2 separate regions of the Sus scrofa genome follow, and region 1 is linked to region 2. A link is a contact called in public Hi-C data. All regions are on one chromosome and are shown on one strand. The core of a region is the stretch at or near the end of the contact, and the rest is flanking DNA. Distances in the headings are between cores, read along the strand shown.

Region 1 (5,567 bases), core at 1,055-3,554, 140 kb before region 2:
AACTTCTATGTGCCTCCATAAAAAGCAAACAAATGAAAAGAAAGAAAAAGAAAGAAAAAAGAAATAGAAGCGGTCCTGCTCGTGGAGTTCCCTGGCGGCCTAGTGGTTAAGGATTCGGTCTTATCACTTCTGTGGCACGGGCTTGATCCCTGGCCTGAGAATGTCCATGGCCAGGAAAAAAAAAAAAAAAACAAAAAAACGCAGTCCTTGTCAGAGAAAGGTCTGCCTTATTGACACTGGTATGGTAGAAGGAGTGTGATGCTGGGGTGAGGCCGACCAAAACCCTCTGTGGGTCAATACGTTTTAGAAACTTCCTGATGACTCTTGGAACAATTGCACTCAATCTTTTGAGAGGACCTGTCATCAAAGTCCACATAATCTACTGTATTCCAAAGCTTTGCTCCAGAATTATTCACAGGGCCGACTAGGAAGTCAAACGAGGCAGGCTGGGGAGACTTCCACAGCCTTTCTGTATTTGCCCAGGGGCAGCAGTGACTTTGGAAGAACTGGTATGTGCTGGAGGGGGGCTCATAAGTGCCAGCATGAGGCCAGATTGGGGACCGTAGGCCTGACAATGAAAAGAAAATCAAGGGAGGGTTGGGGAGCAAGTGTCACTTGAGCTGTGCTCGGGCGCTAACTCCATTATGACATTTTATGAAACTTTGCTTCGAACAGGCATCTTTCGGAACAACCGTTCCCAAAGGGTATGTTGGTAGATATTCTAAGCCAAAAAGATCCTATGATGGAGGAAGGTTGAAAAGGGCTGTTTAAACCAAGTTAGGTCTCTTTACTGTGGCTCTTCTCAGAGCATTTACTACCCCCATGAGTGCTAGGAATCTCTGAAATGGGATCATGTCGTGAGACTTCTCAAATTTATTTGACCCTGGAGCTCTCTCCTTACTGCTGCTATGACCAATAGGATCTTATCTTATAGAGCTGGGATGCCAAGGAACACACTTTGGGAAAGAGTGCTTTAAGAAAACACACTTGCTGGAGTTCCTGTTGTGGCTCCACAGTAACAAACCGGCCTAGTATCCATAAGGTGCAGGTTCGATCCCTGGCCTCGCCCAGTGGGTTAAGGATCCGGCGTTGCCCCAAGCTGCAGCTTAGTTCGCAGATGTGGCTCAGATCCCTTGTTGCTGTGGCTGTGGTGTAGGCCGGCCACTGCAGCTCCAATTCATCTCCTAGCCAGGGAACTTTCATATGCTGCAGGTGCAGTCCTAAAAAGACAAAAAAGAACAAAAGAAAAACATACTTGTCTATACCGCTGGGTGACCCAAGACAGACACACTGCAAAAGGTAGCACCAAGGAAGGTCTGATCTCAACACGCTTCTTCTGTGGGAGTTAAGAGGAAAGAGCAGAGGGTGCGCCTCCACCCCTGGGCACAGGAGATTTTGAGTGGTGATTCTTCCTGAATTAAAACCTCCCACAGGCATTTATCAGCTGCTCACCTCGTGGAGACAGACCGTCTGGGTGAGGATGTTGGTTCCACCACTTCACTAGCTGAGGAGGTTCAGTTTCCTCATCTGCAAAGTGGGGGTAAAATCATAACAGCGTCTACACAGGGTTGTCATGGGGATTCAGTGCAAAGCCCCCGAAAAGTATGCAGCTAACTATTGCCCCAAGCGCAAAGGCAAAGTGACTCCCAGGCTGGGGTGACCTTACTTCTGAGAACATCCATGCATCCTTCCACGTGGGAGGAGGCAGATCTGGGACTCGAACCCAGGTTAGACTCGGCACAACTAAGACTGGACAAGAACGCTCCTGCTTCTGATGGCGCATCCGCCCAGTAATCAGTGGCGCCTGAACCAGGTGGAGAGAGTTACCGCCACCAAGTACAGCGTGAGGTCAGGTGGGGCCCTGAGGCCTTCACACAGCCTCCCCCACCTTCTGTGCTTGGGGAGTCGCTGACCCCTATCCAGCAGAGGTGACCCGGGCAACGTTCTCAAGCTTTTAACCATGAAATAACAAAACAAATTTTTTGTTTTATCAGGCTTCAATACTTGCCATACTACCCCAGGGAAAGGTGATGTTATCGCCCAGTTTTTATGGCTTTTGTCCCTTTTCATTTGGCAAACATTGATTCTTTTTTTTTTTTTAACCGAAAATAGTTTATCATAGCTTCCTGGAAGGGGTAGGATTTGTTCTGTTGAAACACCAAAAATATCGTAGGGTTTTATGAAATCAGTGATTACGTGGGGGGAGAGGAGGCGTGGGTGGACAGGCGTGGTTCCTCATGGGACCTTGGACCTTGGAGGCCTTAGAAACAAATCGGTTATTTAGGAAGTTCTGATTATTTAACCTCAGAAACGAGAAGTGAGGTTTGACTCAAAGGAAAGCCAAGGTAGGAAGAAAAAAGACTACAGCCTCCCATTGTACAAATCACCCAGCAGCTGATGAGTCAAGCGGCCTGCATCAGGATTGGGTGAAAATGCATTTATGGCAAAAATTACTTTTGCCAAATCCCAAACATAAGATGAATAATTTGAGTTAGTTTACAGAAGTAAACACAGGCCTGAACTTGCATTTTCCAAGAGCAAATAAATCCTCAAAGCCCAAGGTAATTTTGTCATTGTTCCCTGCCAGAGTTTCACCTTTCATAAAGTGCTTTTAGGAGTTTCCGTTGTGGCTCAGCACAAATTAATCTGACTAATATCCATGAGGACGCAGGTTCGAGCCCTGGCCTTGCTCTGTGTGTTAAGGATCTGGTGTTGCTGTGAGCTGTGGTGTAGACTGCAAACATGGCTCGGGTCCTGTGTTGCTGTGGCTGTGGCGTAGGCCAGCGGCTATAGCTCCAATTCAACCCCTAGCCTGGGAACCTCCATGTGCTGCAGAGGCAGCCCTAAAAAGATTAAAAAAAAAAAAAAGAGTAAATGCCAGGCACCATCTCTTTGACATCTGTCCTTCAGAGCCATAAGATAAGTGGTGATGTGGATTCTTTGGCTTTTCCTCACAGCGGGCCCGGTTGGATACCATCATTTCTAAACACCCTGCAGCTAATGCATACACAATCCCATCACATTTTGTTTCGAAGAAAGACTTCAGTAATTCCTGTTCCAGCATGTTCCAGCTGCCAAGCTTCAGGAAAGTTCTCAAACTTGAAACTCCCGCACCAAACCATTACAATGTAAGAACACCGCACCTGCTTTCTAAATATATACTGAGTGAATTGTTTACTGAAATGGAAGAAGGGAAGAGGGAAGCTTAGGGAAATGGTGTTTAGTGCACCTGGTAGTTGGTTGGCCTTTGTTGACCATCCAATGGTGTCACGAGTCTGTGCAACACTCTCATAGGAACTTGCAGAACCCAGAGGGAAAACCGTGGGCAACACGGGGGAGAGCATGGAGCAGCGGGAAGACCACCGCCCCGGAAAATACTTATCGTCATGACTCCTCTCACATAACCTTTCGGGGCGACAGTTTTCTCATCTGTAACAATGAGTATATTATTTGCCACCTTGTTTGCAGACACTATTCATTTCCTTTTTAGATTCTTATAGGGAAAGTGAACTTCTATCTTTACATATCAGACAATTGGTATTTCTTTCCTTTTTTTTTTTTTTTTGACTTTTTGCCTTTTCTAGGGCTGTTCCCGTGGCATATGGAGGTTCCCAGGCTAGGGGTCGAATCAGAGCTGTAGCCGCCGGCCTACACCACAGCCACAGTCACAGCAACTCAGGATCCAAGCGGAGTCTGCGACCTACACCACAGCTCACGGCAATGCCGGATCCTTAACCCACTGAGCGAGGCCAGGGATTGAACCTGCAACCTCATGGTTCCTAGTTGGATTCATTTCCACTGCGCCACAACAGGAACTCCAGAAAATTGTTTTTTGTTTTTTTTTTTTAAACAGCTCTTTGCCAATTCCCATCACTCTGTAGTCACTGAGGCAGAAGGTATGGTTCATAGTTAAGATATGAACTCAGGTTCAATCTCCACTCTACCATTTTCAAACTGTGTGGCTTTGGGCAGGTCTCTTCACTTTTTAGGACTTGGTTGGTTAATCTGTAAAGTGGGGTTTTATGCCTACATGTCTGCATGGGATTAATGCAAATACGAAATGAGGTAGTCTTTGCTGAGTGCTCATGTAGCACAATACCTGGTGCACAAGGACGCCACAGTGCATGGAAATCAGTAGAACTGTCTTTGAGGAAGTCACGCTATCTCTTGGGTTTCAGTTGTAAGATGGAATTGATTATACTTGCCCTACAGGCTTATTACATGAAGCAAATGAGACTACAAATGTGAAAGCACTCTGAAATAACTGAGACATAAATTGACATAAGGTATTAATATTTTTATGCCATCCTTTCAAAATATTTTGGTCTTAGAATACTTAATTTAATTTAATTTTATTTTCTTATTTTACGGCCACACCTGTAGCATATGGTAGTTGCCAGGCTAGGGGTCAAATCCAAGCTGCAGCTGCCAGCCTACACCACAGCCACAGCTACGCAGGATCCGAGCTGAGCCTGTAACCTACACCACAGCTCACGGCAATGCTGGATCCTTAACCCAATGAGCAAGGCCAGGGATGCAACCTGCATCCTCATGAATACTAGTCAGGTTCTTAACCCACTGAGCCACAGTGGGAACTCCCCAGAATACTTCATTTTAAATTGCCTTTTTCTTTTACAATATTTATAAATAATATTTATTTTCCTGACTATAAAGATCTTGCCCACCTTCTATGATGGATCCAATCATTTATAATATGCTCGAAGTATATGAGTGCCTGCTAGGCCAGCATTGTCCAAAGGAAATATAATGGGAGCCACATAGGTCATTTAAGTTTTCCCAGCAGCCACATTTAAGAGTAAGAAGGAACAAGTGAAATTAGTTTGGATAATATATTCTGTTTAACCCAGTATATTCAAGATATTTCAATATCTAATCAATATAAAAATTATCGATGAGATGTTTTGCATTTTCTCCCTCATCCTAAGTCTTTAAGATCCCATGTACATTTTATACTCGCAGCACGTCTTAGTATGTACCCCCACATTTCCAGTGCTCCGTAGTTACACGTGGCCGGTGGCTACTGTGTGGAATAGTGTAGCTCTGGATAGTCTTTTCCTGGGCTGATCCGAGCCTGAAAATAATAATGATGAAGCACTTTTCATGGTCTATGTGCTGTATTAAATATGTGTTCACTTATTTAATACTTGCAAGAGCCCAGGAAGTGGATTATCTTATTCTCAATTTACAGAAAAGGAAACTGAGGCACAGAGAGGGGAAGGGACTCACTCAAAGTGACCCAGCTTGAAGGGACCATTTGCACATCAGTGAGCACAGCTGGGTCCTGAGGTCTAAAGCTGGGGAGGGATTGGAATTCCCACGTTCCGGCGCTGCTGGGCTTCCCTGCGTAAGTCTTGTGGCTGCTCTGAGCCAGACCAGCGATATACCTTAGATTCCAGTGGGGAACTCAAGATGAGAACTAGTCGACAAACGAAATAATTCCACACTGTGCTTTGAGGGGTAGCCCAAGAAAAAGAATATGCGAGGGTGGGGTGTGGGGGAGTGGGCAATACCATGTACTTTTTTTTTTTTTTTTTTTGGCCACACAT
Region 2 (5,810 bases), core at 1,921-4,420:
CTGTTTTGGAATGTACTGTATTGTATGATTTTCCAAAAAATTGTGCCTGGAACTGACTTCCTTAGGTTGGACTTAGAAGAGTTATTTTGGCAAATACATCCTAGGTGCCTATGCTGTGCCAGGCACAGTGGGTACAGGGAGCCAGCCGGCCAGCGTGGGCTCTGGAACTGAGTATCCAGCTGTTCACTCATTCATCAAGAAATATTCAATAAGCCCCCATGTGTGCCAAGCATTGCTCTAGGAATTTACTTACCCTCAGTCCTTTTTTCTTCAAAATTGCTATGCAGGTTAGGTCTAATAATCCCCACTTGACAGAGGAAAAAACTGAAAGTCAGAAAGGTGAAGGCTCTGGCTGGGGATCACACCTCCAGGAAGGGGTGGAGCTGGGTCTGAGCTCTCAGCCCCTCCCCCACCCTCCCCCCACCCTGGGCTCCCGACTCCCCCAAGAAAGCTTTGCGAAACTGCTCTCTAAGAACCTCGAATGGAGTGCTTGGCTTTGCCTGGCTCCAGGAGCTGTGAAACGGGTATTTCCTTAAGCTCTTAACAAACTTAGATGGTTCCACCCTTGAGAGATACCTAAATGCCAGCCTCCCATGACAGAGGGGAAACCCAGCAGTTCTGGGGCCCTGGTGACGCTGGCCTGGTGCCAGGTGTCCCCGGCCCCAAATTAGAGCCGGGCCTGGGATGACTGAGGTTTAGCAAACAGAAGGTAGGGTGAGGGGTCAGCCATCACTCAGATTGGAGGGGAGGTTTGAAAATCTGTGCTGGAGGAAAGCTTTGCCTCTGGGGAAACGCCTATGTTCCTGCCTCATTTAAGGAGCCCCATAATCTACTCTGCCCCCTGCTAGCTGAGTAAACTAATAGGCAAGTGATACAACCTTTCTGTTCCTCAATTTCCTTATTTATAAAGTGACTATGATAAGCCCTCCTTGCGAGGATTCCATGAAATCCTGCCCTACTGTATTCAACATGCATTTGCCAGGAACATGAAACGTGCAACACAGTTAAGTCCTACTTTTTCCCCCTGCTGTACGCATGGCAGACATTACTAATAGATCACAGACCCTCTTCCCCACCCAGCCCAGATACAACTTCAGACTGGCTCATGGCACCATCCAGGCAGCCACCTCCAACAGAGCTGACATGTGTCCCCATAACCTATTACAAAGCGGGTGGTTTAAACCAAGCATTTTATCACATCTCATGATTTCGTGGGTTAGGAATTCAGGCAGGGGTTGCCGGGGCAATAATTTGGCTTCACGTGGCATTACTGAGGCTGCTTGATTCAGCTGGCAGCTGGGCTCATCTGAAGGGGTCATCAGCTTCACCCACATTCCTGGAAGCTTGGTGAGAACTGCTGTAAGGTTGGGCTCAACTGGGCCCTGTCCCTATCCACACAGTCATGGGGCCTCTGCACATGATTTCACTAGCCAGAGTAGGAAGACCTGTCCACAGGCAGCGCAAAACTCCACGTGATGGCAAATAGAAGCTGCAATTTCTCAAGGCCTGAACGAGGTCCTAGAAGGGCACTGCTTCTGCTGTATTCTGCTGGTCAAAGCAGGCATAGGCCCACCTATGTCAAGGGAAGGAGTCATCTTTAATCTGCTACAGCAGGGGAGATGAAGTTTGTCTGCCAAGCTCCTGATATAATCAGCAAATGGCTGGGCCCTTCCTACCCCTCCCTAGGCACCAACTGTCCCCATATGTATGTATTCAGAATTTTCTTCGGGCGGGGATCTGTGGGAGATAGAGAAATAAGCCTGTCCTCTGAGTTCCCCTTGTGGCTTAGCGGGTAACGAACCCGACTAGTATCCATGAGGACGAGGGTTCAATGCCTGGTCTCGCTTAATGGGTTAAGGATCTGGTTGCAGACATGGCTGGGATCCCACGTTGCTGTGTCTGCGGCATAGGTCGGCAGCTGTAGCTCCAATTCAACCCTTAGGCTGGGAACTTCCATGTGCGACCCTAAAAATGGAAAGAAAGGAAAAAAAAAAGGAAAGAAGGAAGGAGAGAGAGAGAGAGGAAAGAAGGAAGGAAAGAAAGAAAGAGAGAGAGAGAGAAAGAAAGAAAGAAAGAAAGAAAGAAAGAAAGAAAGAAAGAAAGAAAGAAAGAAAGGAAGGAAGGAAGGAAAGAAAAAGAAAAAGAAAGGAAGGAAGGAAGAAAGGAAAGATAGGAGGGAAAGTGGGGGTGGGGAGGAAGGAGCGTGTCCTGGGCCCTGCCCTCCAGCAGCTCACCGTGGGGGTCTGGGGAAATGGGCCGTGTTCCATAAAGAAGTCAAAGGGCCACGTCCCTCAGCTAAGGGAGAGAGACGCAGCTCCCTCAGGGGCTCGGAGGAGGGAAATTGGGGGGCAGGATGGGGGCACGTGGCATCTGAGCTGCATTTTCAGGATGGCAGCTCTTTACAGCTGGATCCCCATCTTCGCCCAGTGCTTACTGGATGCCCGCTGTGTGACAGGTACTGAATTGGGCCCCGAGGATGCAGCCGTGGATGTGACAGGGCCCCTCTTGTAAGCAGCTAGCCATTCTGGTTGGGGAAGCCTATTAATAGGCGAGGCTGAAAATAAATAAAGAGCATAGTTTCTGATCATGATAAAGGCTGGGAAGACCAGCAAGTGGGATAAAGGGCCCAGGTGTAACTGGGGTGGGGGAGGGTGCTATGGGTGGGGAGTCAGGCGAGGCCTCCAGAGGGCCCTGGAGGGGAGGGGGTGGGATTGGCGGGAAGGTACCAGCCAGGTGAGTGCCGAGGCCCCCATCCCAGGCAGGGTGACCAAGGCCGTGGAGAGACAGCAGTGGTCACAATTCTGTCTGAGGAACAGGAACGGGCCAGTGAGGATGGTGCCGGCTGGGCGAGGCAGGGAGAAGCTGGGCCAGGACAGTGAGGGTTTGTTACAGGAAGAACCCCTGCCATGTGGACAGTGGATTCAATGGTGTGGAATCAGGAGCCTGGTGGGAGCTGCTGTGATGCACACCTGGAGAGGTGGGGTGAGAGGGGTGGAAGTCTGGAGAAGGGCTGGCTCGGGGCTGGGTTTGGAGGGGCCAGAAGCATTTGCTGGCGGAGGGATGTGGGCTGTAGAAATCAGGAAAGACTCCAGAGTTTGGGGCCTGGCTCTGCTGGGCAGAGGGAGAAGGGTGGCACTTCCTGAAATGAGGAAACAGGGAGGACGAATTTAGTCTGAGCAGATGGCATTGTCGTCACATGAATTTTAGCTGCGGTTTTTCAAGCATCTGTCACGGGAACCTTGCAACAGCAATGGTTTTTAAATGTTATCTGGAGTTCCCTGGTGGCCTAGTGGTTAAAGGATCCAGCATGGTCGCTGCTGTGGCTGGGGTTGCTGCTGTGGTGTGGGTTGGATCCCTGGCCCGGGGACTTCTGTATGGCATTAGTGCAGCCAAAAGAGAAATGTTTGTGAGACAGGCTTTCTGGGGCCACTTTGCAGCCAAGCAAACCAAGGCTGGGGTAGGTCCTGCCCAGTCCCCCTCGTAGCAGGAGCAAAGCAGGGCGTGAACACAAGGTCTAGCCAACACCAAGCCCCTTGCTGTATGTTATACACCAGTGGGTCTCAGCCCACCTGGCCCAGGGGACACTGGGCAATGTCTGGAGACGTGATGGGCTATCACACCGGGAGCGTGGCAATGGTCTGCTAGTGGGTAGGATCCAGGGGGCTGCATGTCACAGGACATATCCTGCACATCATAGGATCATCTCCCCAACCAAGAATTATCCTGTCCCAAGTGTCGGCAGTGCTGAGGCTCAGAAACCATCACAGAGACCATTTAAGAGAAGCAAAGAACAACGTGAGGGGTGGGAATGGGAAGATGGGGCTGGGATTTGAGGGATAGGACTTGAATGAGCAAAGACACAGGGGCCTGAAGGCCCAAGTTGTGGATGAGAAGCCATCCAGGTTGGCCAAGGGGTCGTGTGGGACATGCAGAGTGAGCGGTGGATGGGGAACAGATCCTGACAGAGCTTGCGGGTGAAGTCCAGGAACTCCCTTTAGGGACAACAGGAGGGCCTAAAGGCCAAGCCCAGGGGAGGGGCATGATGGGAGAGCATGCTTTTTCTTCCCGTATCCCTCTCAGGAAAAGGGCTGATAAATATCCTCACACTAAGGGATAAATGACTGAAAACTGAACTGGTGACCTTTTTCTGGGCTATCTGTATTTTAATGAAGGCAAAGTGTTAAGCCAAAGAAATGAAGCAGTAATGGTGGAATTTCAGGCATCATGAGGATGAGTCTGGGCAGAGGAGCCTGCCAGTGAGTGATTCTCAGCCTGGGCTAAAAAGGTCAAAGGCCTGAGCCACATTTAGGAAGCCCAGGTAAGGAAGTGCACTGATTTCTCCATCAAGTCAACATCCACAGGGCACTCAGGGCTCCGTGTCAGGCATTGGTAAGAGCTCCAACCTGCATCACCTGTACAAGCCCCCCACACCTATGAGGGTGTTTTTGTTCTAGATAAGACCTGAGGCACTCGGGTTAAGCGATAAGTCATGGAGCTGTGTCCCTCTGGGGCTTGTGTTCTTTTTTTTTTTTTTTTTGTCTGTCTTTTTAGGGCTGCATCCACAGCATATGGAAGTTCCCAGGCTAGGGGTTGAATCTGAGTTGTAGATGCTGGCCCACACCACAGCCACCACGATACCATATCTGAGCCACATCTGCGAGTTACACCACAGCTCATGGCAACAGCAGATCCTTAACCCACTGAGTGAGGCCAGGGATCGAACCTACATCCTCATGGATGCTCGGTTTCTGCTGAGCCCAAGGGGAACTCCTGGGGCTTGTGTTCTTTATCTTGACATAGCGCAGAGACATCATAATCATCACCGTTTGCATATATTAACTCACGCCTCACGACCAACCTACCCACGTAGTACAGTTATCCCCATTTTATGGATTAGAGGTCTGAGGCACAGAGGGAAGTACCTTGCTGAAGGTCACACAGCTGCTATGTAAGACTGAAATCCAGGCAGTCCCGCTCCAGAGCCCACACTCCTTCCCACCATTCTGCTGGCAGCCCAGGGCTTTGTGGGAGGGAAGAGGAGGGCCCAGGCCAGCTGTGTACCTCCGAGCCATCTCTGAGAATTCCCACCCTTGCGATGAGAGATTAACACTCTGGGAAATGCAGACACCAAGGGATGGGGTGGGCGGTGGGAAGGGACCAAAGAAGAAAAAACAGGACACATTCTTGGCTTGAGGCCAGTGGAGAACGTGAAAGAAAAGACCAAGAAAACTCTCCTTTGGGGGCCTGGTGCTATTTTGCAAGGTCTTGCCTTTCTCCTCGGCTCTATTTGCTTTGCCAAACTGGAACGCTTTTCTGAAATACAGCAGCCTAGGAGGCCCAGGGCTGTTTGCCAAAGGAACGGGGCCAGGGCAGGTGGGGAAAACGGAGGGCAGGGTTCTGCATCGCCCCGGAGGCCCCCCTCGCCCGCCTGTTTCTAGGAGGCTCTGCCAGAGACCTGAGAGAGCAAGAAAGGGCCAGACAGCGAGAGAAACGGGGGAAAGAGCACTGGGCCAGGAGGCAGGTGACCTCCCTGGTCCCATCACGAAGCTGATGATTCCCAAGTGTATTCCTCCTCAGGCCCCCGCCCCAGGCTGGATTCAGATCCACCTGCCCCCCTCTGCTGGGCTCCTGGGATGTCCCCTTAACATCTCAAACTTTACACATCCCTGAACCAAACTCTGATCACCACCCCATCCTTGCTCATTCTCCAGGCTCTGCAGCCCAGGAAAAGATGATCAGGGTGCGAGAGAGCTGGAGGAGGCCCCCACTCAGATTAGGGAGAGGGTAAGCAAGGGTGGCTTCCTGGAGGA

What was found. Hi-C and Micro-C count contacts between places; a contact is called where the count stands out from the background.
Region 1: a Hi-C map of retroperitoneal adipose tissue shows a contact between it and region 2, with 1.8 times the contacts expected there. The contact joins two enhancer-like sites. A contact is called at or near these places in 20 of 47 Hi-C or Micro-C datasets (alveolar macrophages, blood, brain and 11 more) and 1 of 2 datasets of contacts at active chromatin or transcription factors (alveolar macrophages).

The regions. Positions count from the first base shown.
Region 1 is chr6:82,073,223-82,078,789 of Sscrofa11.1, reverse strand. STPG1 (O(6)-methylguanine-induced apoptosis 2) reads left to right here. Exons shown (of 8, transcript XM_021095547.1): 4 at 2,958-3,128. Among named protein-coding and RNA genes, the nearest start is that of STPG1, 35 kb to the left of the region's middle. Within about 2 kb of position 2,304, at least 5 of the 83 cell types and tissues checked have an H3K27ac peak or open chromatin away from gene starts, as enhancers often do. A contact at or near this core is called in alveolar macrophages and retroperitoneal adipose tissue, where this site is marked.
Region 2 is chr6:81,935,716-81,941,525 of Sscrofa11.1, reverse strand. No RefSeq gene overlaps it. Among named protein-coding and RNA genes, the nearest start is that of IFNLR1, 25 kb to the right of the region's middle. Within about 2 kb of position 3,170, at least 3 of the 83 cell types and tissues checked have an H3K27ac peak or open chromatin away from gene starts, as enhancers often do. A contact at or near this core is called in alveolar macrophages and retroperitoneal adipose tissue, where this site is marked.